Regions from separate parts of the Bos taurus genome. Here region 1 is linked to region 2. Evidence: chromatin contacts called from public Hi-C data. All regions are on one chromosome and are shown on one strand. Each heading gives the region's core, a stretch centred on a gene start, on an enhancer-like site or on the middle of the called end of the contact. The rest is flanking DNA. Distances are from core to core; before and after follow the strand shown.

What was found. A called contact is a pair of places that touch in the nucleus more often than the background predicts.
Region 1: a Hi-C map of skeletal muscle shows a contact between it and region 2, with 6 times the contacts expected there. The contact joins the enhancer-like site here to the promoter of TRDN in region 2. A contact is called at or near these places in 2 of 11 Hi-C or Micro-C datasets (liver and skeletal muscle).

What each region holds. Positions count from the first base shown.
Region 1 is chr9:27,941,215-27,946,852 of ARS-UCD2.0, forward strand. The region is part of intron 12 of TRDN (triadin); the gene reads left to right. Among named protein-coding and RNA genes, the nearest start is that of TRDN, 240 kb to the left of the region's middle. Within about 2 kb of position 1,572, at least 4 of the 102 cell types and tissues checked have an H3K27ac peak or open chromatin away from gene starts, as enhancers often do. A contact at or near this core is called in skeletal muscle, where this site is marked.
Region 2 is chr9:27,698,414-27,704,323 of ARS-UCD2.0, forward strand. It overlaps TRDN (triadin), which reads left to right and starts at 2,760. Exons shown (of 42, transcript XM_059890133.1): 1 at 2,760-2,993. The coding sequence starts at 2,972.

The DNA of each region.
Region 1 (5,638 bases), core at 322-2,821, 240 kb after region 2:
CCTTGAACAAGTCCCTCATCATTCCAGGCTTCTGCTTTTTCTTTTCAAACTAAGGAGTCTGAATGGTATCAGTGGCTCTCTATTGAGGTTGGGGGTCAGGCCAGGGGAAACGAGTATCTTGGGAGAGGACACTGTGTCAAACTACATGAGATTTCAGATGGCACCTCCGTGGAAGTTGGGCATGTGTGAAGTGGTGTTCTCTTTGACCATCACTGCTTTTAGAGTACCAGTGTTGGTGTTGGAAGAATGTCATCGTCATCGTTTACCTTGGAGCAAGAAAAAGGAAAAGTTAAAAACTTGAGTAGATGATCCTTAATTTCTCTTTCTAAACCTAAACACTCTTTAAAAACTTTATGAATAGGTGGGGAAACATTGGAAACAGTGGCTGACTTTATTTTTCTGGGCTCCCAAATCACTGCAGATGGTGATTTCAGCCATGAAATTAAAAGACACTTACTCCTTGGAAGGAAAGTTATGACCAACCTAGATAGCATATTTAAAAGCAGAGACATTACTTTGCCAACAAAGGTCTGTCTAGTCAAGGCTATGGTTTTTCCAGTAGTAATGTATGGTTGTGAAAGTTGGACTATAAAGAAAGCTGAGCGCTGAAGAATTGATGCTTTTGAACTGTGGTGTTGGAGAAGACCCTTGAGAGTTCCTTGGACTGCAAGGAGATCCAACCAGTCCATCCTAAAGGAACTCAGTCCTGAATATTCATTGGTAGGACTGATGTTGAAGCTGAAACTCCAGTACTTTGGCCACCTGATGCAAAGAGCTGACTCATTTGAAAAGACCCTGATGCTGGGAAAGATTGAGGGTTGGAGGAGAAGGGGACGACAGAGGATGAGATGGTTGGATGGCATCACTGACTCAATGGACATGGGTTTGGGTGGACTCTGGGAATTGGTGATGGACAGGGAGGCCTGGCATGCTGTGGTCCATGGGGTCGCAAAGAGTCGGACACGACTGAGCAACTGAACTGAACTGAACTGACTATGACTGTATTTAGCAACACCTTGATTAAATATCTTGTCCGTCAGGTTTGGTTTGACCACCCACACAGAACACACACAATATGTGGAACAACAGCTGAAGACGTATTTGATGATGAGAGCAGAAATTGATTTTTTTAGTCTCTTTCCTACTGAGTTGCTGGAGGACAATAGTGTGAACATCCACCCTTCCTTGCCAGCTGGCTCATATTCCTAAACCAGGGATATAACTGTCACACTTACCCTCCCCATTATGACAAGCTGCCTCTGGTCAAAATTATTACAGCATGTCCTTATTAGTGTCTGAATTCTACTTGCATTTGTGCATTACACCTACCCAGTCCTGGATGTAATTTTACTTGTGAGAGCCAAATAAGCAAAATGTAGAAATAGCCTTGGACAAAAATAGCCACTGTTACAAACGTGATTTAAGGGCTGAAATGGTTCAGATCATCATCCCTGGTGTCTTTGCTTAACAGAGGCGGCCAGGAGGGGTTATTGGTCTCGGAAGTGGAATATAGCTGTTGCTCTGTTGGAAAAAAAAGTCACTCCTCTGGCGGCTACTTCTTTTTCCACAGGGCAAATACTGTAATATGAGAAACTGGAGAGGTGCTATGTGCAATAGGCAGTTCAGCTTGGAGAGCCTTTGGCAGTATTTTTCTTTCTGCCCCTTGCCAGCTGTCCTTTAGCATAGGTTGAAGGCAAGTGCTTTGCCTTTGACATTGTGCATTTAAATGCCAGCCTATGCAATTTACAGTACAAAAGGGCAAAGATACATGGGGGAATGAGGGAAAAAAATCTTCTGTCTTCCCATTGGTTGACCTTTCGGTTCTGCTTTATATAGACATTAAGAGAGCCCCTATGACCATATTTCCGATCTTCAAAACAATCACAAAAATAACTCCTCATACAGTGCTATTTATATACACTGCTCCTCCTGGCCTTCGTGGATTAGCATATAAAGAATAATTTTCATCCCTAAAGATAGCCATTCCTGTCTCAGCTGAAAATAAAATCAAATTGCATTCTGTGGTGCTGGTGATGGGGGTCAAAAAATTAATATCTGAAAAATGTGTAAAAATAAAACCGCAATTTCAGATATAGGAGTTTAGGACAATAATACTATCATTTAAATGTATACTTAACATGCTTACCTCATGTTAATTTAAAAACTCTCAAATTTTGAGAGATCATGCTGTAATAATCTTATGAAACAAGTATCAAAGGAAATGTCAACCTGTGAATGGCATTGGTGCAAGGCAAATCTGTACTCTTGACAGATGATTTGTGTTGATTTAGTAATTTTCTAATTCTTCCTAGATGTTTGTTCATTCATTCTTTCATTGATCTTTTCACTTATTGAGTTTTACCATGAGAGTCAGTCTTCTAGGTGCTGGGAAATAATGGTAAAAAGACCAAGCTCTTGCCCTTATAGAACTTTCCAGTCTAGTAAAGGAAACAGACAATAAATGTCTGTTTTTAATGTCTGGTATGTAACATAACACGTTCAGTTGATAAGTGCTAGGAAGAATTACAAGGCTCAGGGCATAGAGAGTGAGGAAGGTGCTGTTTCCTGCAGGGTCATCTGGGAATGCCTTTCCAAGGGCTGCTATCAGAAGAGAGATTTGAATGATGTGAGAGAGTGAGCTGAGCACAAGGCAGTGGAAAACATTCCATGTGAAAGAAAGAGTAAATGAAAATGTCCCAGAGCACAGGGGACAGTAAAAGATGCAGTGCAGCTGGAATGGTGTGAGCAAGGAGGGAGTGCAGAGGTAAGATCATCAAGTTGTGGAGATGTGGATTGTAAGGATTTTTAATCCCCAGTCAAATGAAAAGTGAGAGTGAAAGTCGCTCAGTCGTGTCCGACTCTTTGGGACCCCATGGACTATACAGTCCATGAAATTCTCTAGGCCAGAATACTGGAGTGGATAGCCTTTCCCTTCTTCTGGGGATCTTCCCAACCCAGGAATTGAACCGGGATCTCCTGTACTGCAGGCAGATTCTTTACCAACTGAGCTATCAGGGAAGCCCTTCCAGTCAAATGGGGAGCTTTCAAAAGGTCTGAGTACAAATCAATTTAAGCAATTAAAAAGTGAAAAAAAAAATAGGAATGATAAACACATTCCTCAAGTCCCCTGTTCACGAGAAATGTTTTTTTTTTCTTTTAATTTGCCTCCTGCTCTGTTCTCTTGCCTCTAGTGACCGCTAGTCACTGAATTTTGCGTGCAAAATTCTTCTCTTCAGAAAAGGAAAAGTAGTGCCATCTGATGGCCACACTTATGAACATCAGCCTTGGTTTTTTTTTTTTCTTTCTTTTTTTTTAAGCATCAGTCTTAGAGTATTTGCAAAAATGAAAGTATTCAGGCCTAAGGGTAACTAATGAAGCTTCCAATAATAGTCATCACCCTAGGTAAATGTTTCTATTGATACATATACAACTATTGAGTACATTAGTTTAGTCTGACATTTATTTGTGTCTATATATGTAATTCCATTCACACAAGGGGTATTAGGCAAATTGTTACTCAGTTGAAATGAGTCTAATGTATAGTCATCAGTGAAGTACCATCTTTCATATGTATATGACTATAATTCTCTTGAAGCCACAGAGAGACTACATCATATTCTATTTGGTGTAGTGGCTATTGTTGGAGTGTGTTTATTTGTCTAGCACTCAGATTTCTTCTACATAGTGTTCACCTAACACGACTGAAGCAACTTAGCAGCAGCAGCAGCACCTAATAAATGTAAATAAATTTATAGGAAAGAAATAGCTATGTTTTCGTGTCACATGACCAACCTAGATAGCATATTGAAAAGCAGAGACATTACTTTGCCAACAAAGGTCCGTCTAGTCAAGGCTATGGTTTTTCCAGTGGTCATGTATGGATGCGAGAGTTGGACTGCGAAGAAAGCTGAGCACCGAAGAATTGTTGCTTTTGAACTGTGGTGTTGGAGAAGACTCTTGAGAGTCCCTTGGACTGCAAGGAGATCCAACCAATCCATTCTGAAGGAGATCAGCCCTGGGATTTCTTTGGAAGGAGTGATGCTAAAGCTGAAACTCCAGTACTTTGGCCACCTCATGTGAAGAGTTGACTCATTGGAAAAGCCTCTGATGCTGGGAGGGATTGGGGGCAGGAGGAGAAGGGGGCGACAGAGGATGAGATGGCTGGATGGTATCACTGACTTGATGAACGTGAATCTGAGTGAACTCCGGGAGTTGGTGATGGACAGGGAGGCCTGGTGTGCTGCAGTTCATGGGGTCGCAAAGAGTCAGACATGACTGAGCTACTGAACTGAACTGATGTTTATGTCAAGGGCTGTGGACTCAAGGTTCCGGGTTTGAGGCTTGGCTCAGTCACCTACTATCTTGCGGATAAAACTTAGTTTCCTCATCTGGAAAGACAATAACAGTTGTCATGTCATGAGAGTTTTCTGAAGATTAAATGAGAAAACGTAGGTCAGATACCTAGTGCAGTATCTGGCGTATTATAAGCAGTCAATACATATTAATAGTTCCTACATTTATCACTATTATGAGTTTTATTTATTCTGCTTAATATTCTGAAGGTCAAATTATATCATGGAAAAGTTTGTATGAAAAAAATTAGTAGCTTCTAAAGTATGGATTGTGAGAGTTGGGCTGTGAAGAAAGCTAAGCGCTGAAGAATTGTTGCTTTTGAACTGTGGTGTTGGAGAAGACTCTTGAGAGTCCCTTGGACTGCAAGGAGATCCAACCAGTCCATTCCAAAGGAGATCAGTCCTGGGTGTTCTTTGGAAGGAATGATGCTAAAGCTGAAACTCCAGTACTTTGGCCACCTCATGGGAAGAGTTGACTCATTGGAGAAGACTCTGATGCTGGGAGGGATTGGGGGCAGGAGGAGAAGGGGACAACAGAGGATGAGATGGCTGGATGGCATCACTGACTCGATGGACGTGAGTCTGAGTGAACTCCAGGAATTGGTGATGGACAGGGAGGCCTGGCGTGCTGCAATTTATGTGATTGCAGAGTTGGACACAACTAAGCAACTGAACTGAACTGAAAGATGATTTAGTCCGATCAGTCAATAAGCATTTGAGTAAACATTTTCTTTGTAGCAAGCACTGTTCTGGTATGTCCAACAAATATGTGCTTTACTGAGAAGAACAAGTTTCTGGGAGTTTAAACAATGTGTTTCCAGAGCCTAGAATGGCATCTGGCACAGAGTACACATTCAATAGATATTTGCTAAGTGAATGAATGAAAAAGAACTCCATAAATATTAAAATTCTCCAGTTTTACTTCTTAGTCATGTAACTACTAAAAAAAGGAACTTCATATAACTTTGCTTCTTGTATGTTGGTAGTTTAGTTGCTAAGTCAAGTCTGACTCTTGTGACCTTGGAGACTGTAGCCCACCAGGCTCCTCTGTCCATGTGATTTCCCAGACAAGAATCCTGGAGTGAGTTTCCATTTCCGTCTCCAGGAGATCTTCCCAAATCAAGGATCAAACACAAGTCTCTTGCATTGCAGACAGATTCTTCTCTGACTAAGCTACCATGTAGACATATGTAAAACTGGCATGATGTTTAAAATTATATTATTGTTATTATAGTTTCCATAGAAAAATGTTATCAGTATTAATGATATCCCGAGGTACTGATTTT
Region 2 (5,910 bases), core at 1,510-4,009:
GTCAATTACAGAGTATGTCTTACCGATTGTTAGTTTATGATAACAGCTGACAGAGCAGCTAGATTTTTTTTAATGCTCTAAGAATGAATATTTTTGGCTGCTAACTTGAATATTGAGAATATCTAGTGAAAATCACAAGGGGTAATAATCAGTATAATCAGGTTGGAGATGCAGCTTGGACTAAATGAAGCATTTTCTAGGAGAAAAAACTTTTCATGGTTTGCCACTGACTTATTGAAGACCAGATCAGTTAATAATGCATATAGGAAGAAGTGTGCTTGTATGCAAAACCAAAATAAGCTTATTTGTGCTGATCCTACAGTAATGAAAAATGTGAAAGTACATCAGAAGCTATCACTGAAAGAAGCGAGAATCCTCACATTTAGGTCATGTTGAAAGATCCCAGTAAATTGGTGAGATCCCGTTAAAGCGAATACTTGTTAAAAATGAGAAAAAAAAATGAAGAAAAGCAAATGTATTGTTTGTAATATTTTGTTCTTTGAATGTCCTGAAGAATGAGATGTGTACCTTTAGAAGAATGTCAGTTGCTTTGTTTTGGAAAGCTTTTCTGAGTTCCATTTGAAACTCAAAGACATATTTTATGAATTGGGTTTCAAATAAGTGGAAAAAGTTCTAGTAACTTTTCAAAGTGAGAAATATACTGAGTTCTCATGTTAATATTCTAAGAAAATTCATCAACTCTTCCAATAAATGGGTTAAAAAACCTTATTACCCTGTAAGCATGTTTAGCTAGAGTATTTTTACTCTTCTTTTTGTTTCTAGTATGACATGAAATTAGTGACAGCAAATTTAAGAGTAACATCAATCACTGATCTTGCACTATAGTCTTGTTTGAACATTTTAATGTAAATTCTTAATGAGTTACATAAGGAATTACTATTTTATCAGTTAACTACAGTGAAAGACTACAAAAGTGATTGACAAATGGAAATTCAAAGCACGATGCTTTCTTCAAGTTAGAAGCAGCATTGTGATAATGGAGATGCCTTTGGGGGCAAAGTGAGGAGGGCTCTGCTTTTAGGCTACCTCCTCCCCACTGAAGAAGATAGACACTAACCCGGTGTTCTACAGAAGTGCTGGGAGGAGTTCGCATCTTCCCATCCATTTTTGTTGTTGTTGTTGTTGTTTACTAACTAAGTCTTGTCCGACTCTTTTGTGACCCCATGGACTGTAGCCTGCCAGGCTCCCCTGTCCATGGGATTTCCCAGGCAAGAATACTGGAGTGGGTTGCTGTTTCCTCCTCCAGGGTATCTTCCCAACCCAGGGATCAAACCCATGTCTCCTGCACCGTCAGGTGGTTTCTTTACCACTGAGCCACCAGCAGAGCCGTTCCATCCACTGGCAGACCTAATTTGTTGTGGCTCCCTGTACCTGCAAATGGTATTGTAAGCCATAAGTCCTGCCTCTTCAGAAAGATCAGACTTGAAGTCAAAAGCCTCAAGCCTAACCCTAGATGTAGAATTTTGTATAAATCATGAGTGTTACCTGGAATTATTTCCTCTTTTGTGAATTAAGATTGCTTACTCCCTAACTCATTTATTCAGCTGGTATATGAACACTTTCTTTTGTAGGAATTAAGGCAACAAATACAGAGCTGCCAACATGGAGGCAAAGGATACAGCTGTTGTAGCACTTCTGATATTAAAGAACATGTGTGACTTTGCTTTCTGATCTCTGAAGTACCATGCAAATTCAAGAGGTTCTGGCAACCAAAGGCAACAAGTTAAGGCTAAGAGTTTAAACCGCAAGCATTCGTTAGGTTGAATGTGAGAATAAAATAAAAGATAAGTGTAGCCAACCTCTGATTATTCACAGATTGGCTAGAGTGTATGATTATCAATGCCCTTTGATTCTCCTTCTCCTTCTAACTGCCAGCTATTGAATATTTCTCTGCTCATTAACACCTGTCTAGTAGTGGGAAGGTGAAATGCTAATCAGCCAATTTGGCTAATTGTTGGCTGCTATGATCCTTTATATTTTATTTTTTTTGAAGTTGAGGTAGAGAAAAGTTGAAATCTTTTATTAAAATATGAGCTGTGGACTTCTAAACTTTATACCACCTTTCCTTTCTTTTATTGCATAGATAAATTCAGGTATTTTGTTTTCATGAAAGTATTGAAAAGAATGAAAAATCTAGTAATTCATCAGTTCTCAAGTGTCAATACAACTTTTCATTACATATTTCTTATTGGCCTGTGTTTGGAAAATCTTAATCTCCTACAAGAAACCTTCAGGATTTAATGGTTGCAACTTCAAGTGTAGCGCTATATAAATAACTGCTTTTGCTAAGTGGATTTAGACCAATAAGGAAACAACTTGGAGAAAATGACAAGACTACCCTCCCCTTTGCTCCTGGTAGACATTACAGGACCCTCCCCACACCAAATAAGGGAATGAGGAATGTTCTGAGCATTAAGGGCACTAAGAATAAATCTGAGCTATTACGGATAAGATTACTTCCAACTCTTTATTTTATGTTTTCTGACATAGATCCCCAAATCCGTAATTATCTTAGGGAAACTGCGGGGGCTTAGGCAATACTTTTGGTTCCTTTGCCTTTTTTTTTTTTTTTGGCCTGTCTCTCTTTGGGACTAGTGAACTGGTGTGTGTGTGTGTGTTTGTGTGTGTGTGTGTTCATCTAGAGTGCCAAAAAAAAAAAAAAGTGCTGAAGAGTCCTAGGGAGATGAAGCTATTTTTATTCGAAGCTGATACTTCTGCCTGAGCCACAAGTGCTGCCTGGAAAGGGCTCAGGTTGTTTCCAGGGGGAGAACTCTGCAGAGAAGAGACAAAGTTCCACAGGACAACAAAAGAGCAGCAGGAACAGCCAGGAAAAGGAAGAGACCTCACGCTTTCACACAGAGCCCCCTATCAGAGTTCTCCAGTCCTAAAGTATTCTGCAAAGTGCCACTTGACCGGAATTCTTGCCTGCCTTTTTCTTTCTCCAACCACCATGACTGAGATCACGGCTGAAGGTATTGCTAGCATTTTCCAATAACATCAACTACAGGGTAAAAAAAGGTAGAAATTGACAGTCCCATTGATGGTCAATGTGCCCTCTTAGAATGTTGCTTTTAGAGTTATCTTGATCAGTGATTCTATATGGGATCAGAGAAGTGGGTTTGGGAGCTGAGAAGTCTCCCAAACTGGCAGGTCTCTATGTTGGGGAGTAAAAAGAGATTTCTGTGAAATTTTGCATGTGGAAACTGTTCTCTGTGATGCCAAAGTTCCCACTAGTTAACAGTTATCACCCACACCTCTATAAATAGCTATGGTCATATAATGTTAGGGCCAATATCTTACCTAGCAAAAATGACAAGGTTTGGGTGCAGGGCTAGAGACCACAATGAACTTAAAATGTTGCACTTAATGTTTAAACTTAGAAAATTGATTTTGACCATTTTTACTTTATGATATGTCAACTTGGAGATCTTAAATTTGTTTATCCTTTCTAACTCAAGTATATAAATATGCACACCACATATATAAGATTTATATACCTAAAAAATGTGTATATGTGGGTGGGTATTCAGAGAAAAGGTTTGGAATTACACAAAATCACTGTAGATCAGTATGATTTTAAAAATAAAATAATTAAGCTTTTGCTTCTGATTCTTTTCATATACTCATGTCTTTTACCTCTATGTGATAAATTCTATATGAAAGTCAATATTTTCTGTTTTAATGCTTATTCTGAAAAGAACCTCTTTATTATTCAACCATGATAGCAATCATTTCACTCAAATAGAATGTATGCAAAATATATGTATACATGTATATATATAATATATATATATTATAAATATATAAAAGATTCTTTAAAACAGCCTAAAGCATTTTGAATACAGACACAATCCAGTTCTAGCTGGGGTAAAAATTCGGGAGGTGTGTCTAAAATTTGCTTCTGACAGCTGTAAGCAAAAATCAGACAGGTGGTGCTCTTCACAGCTTCCAAGTCTAATGCTGAGCTGGTTTGTTTTCCATCAGACAACTGAAAAAGAGAATGTGTGGTTTTAGATCTTTGGGCAGACATTAGTATGGGCACAGAGTGATTACAGAGTTTAAGACTTGCAGTCAGTATTTATAAGGAGAATTGTCTTACTTTCACCTTCCACTAACAAATTTAGTCTAGCACCCCAAATTAATAGAAGTAATTACTGAGAGATTTCTATGTATCAGGCGTTTTGCTCCGGACTTTATGTACTTATTTGTACCTCACACAACTCAATTAAGTTGGCATTATTATCTCCATTTTTCAGACAGAGAAACTGTAACTCAAATGTTTGGAGACTTGCTGAAAACCATAGCATTGCCAAGATTAGAAGTCAGCTCCCTTAAATCTAGTTCATGTTTTTTCATTTCTCTACGAAGTATCAAATTTACTCTTTACCAATTTTAGTTCAGAATTTGCTAGCTCAATATAAATAGCATTTTTTCGTATTCCTTAGATATTCTGCATCATGTGACCTTTAGATTGTCTTCAAGACATCCATCTATAGAAATGTCTCATTTAGCCTTGCACAAGTTGTTAAATACCTGTGAATATGTTTCCCTTGCTCTGTATGGGTTGTGAACGGGCCAACTGATTCAGGGGCACTCGGCCGAAACATTTTTTGCTGGCCTGTGAATTATGCTCTGTAGGCCTTTTGCTCTTGATTAATAAACATTTTTATAGGAAAATTCCTGATTATAAAATAGAACTTATGTTTCTGTCTTCTCCCCGTGGAGAATTTAAGGGGTTCTTAGAAGACCTCTTGTCACCTGTAAAAAATCATTGGATTAATAATGAATTAAAAATATAAAAATACCATCTAGGTCCTAGATGATGGACATTTCCTGTACTCCGGCTTTAACTGTTCATAGGATCTTTGTCATTTCAACTTCAGGGATTAGTTATGTACTTTTTTCCTTTTCTGGAATGCCTTATTAACCATATTTCTCAACTGATAATTAGACTGACAACTCAGATGAGCTTACCTTTTAAGGTGAGTGGCACAGTCATTCTCTGTGGCCATCCAAAGCGTCTTGCCTGCTGCTGTACTACACTCCTTTTATTTTGTCTTCATGATTCTCACTTTTTGTGCCCCAGCTACAGTAGCCTTCCTTCAGTCTTTTATAAAAGGTGTACTTTTGTGCCAGAGCCTTGGTACAGGTTGTTCCATCAACCTGAAATAGTCTTTCCTCTCATCTGTTATAGTTCTTTTGCCGCCACTTTGGACACATTATTGAAATGTAAGCACTTCATTAGTAGTCTTGGACATCTACTGATTATTTTTGCCATCCACTGATCACAAAGTAAATGAACACCTTGCAGCACTTAAGACGGAGCTGGATTAGCTCCTTAGAAAGCTTAAGGCCACTGTCCTCGCCTCAGTTTTTGTAAAACTGAAGGTCATGGATATTATACGACTCTCTTGTGGTCACTGGTAATTGGGGGAGGTCTGAGAATAGTGTTCATGTTTTTTGTGGTACTTACTCAGCTATAATGCATGACTTATCTGTGCACCTTACTGAGTTCCTCACATAGATCATCACTGCATGTCCTAAACTGGATTATTTCAACTGACAGAAGAAAGGAAGTAATTTTAGATATGGAATTGTATTTCAGGTACAGAGCAATAGAGTAGAACTAAAATTAGAACAAATTTGAACCTCAAAGGATGTTAGGGAAACAATATATTTGATTCTAGCTATTATAAATTAATAAAAATAATGATAATAACAACTCACTTATCCAAAAGATGTTATTTGTCAGATATTAAGCTTGTAATAATGAGCATTTAAACCTCAGGACAGCAAAATGAGATAGATACTTTTATCATTGCTATTTATAGCATGGGAAGCTAAGATTTAGAGAGGTTAGAAATTTGCCTAAATTCACACAGCTATATA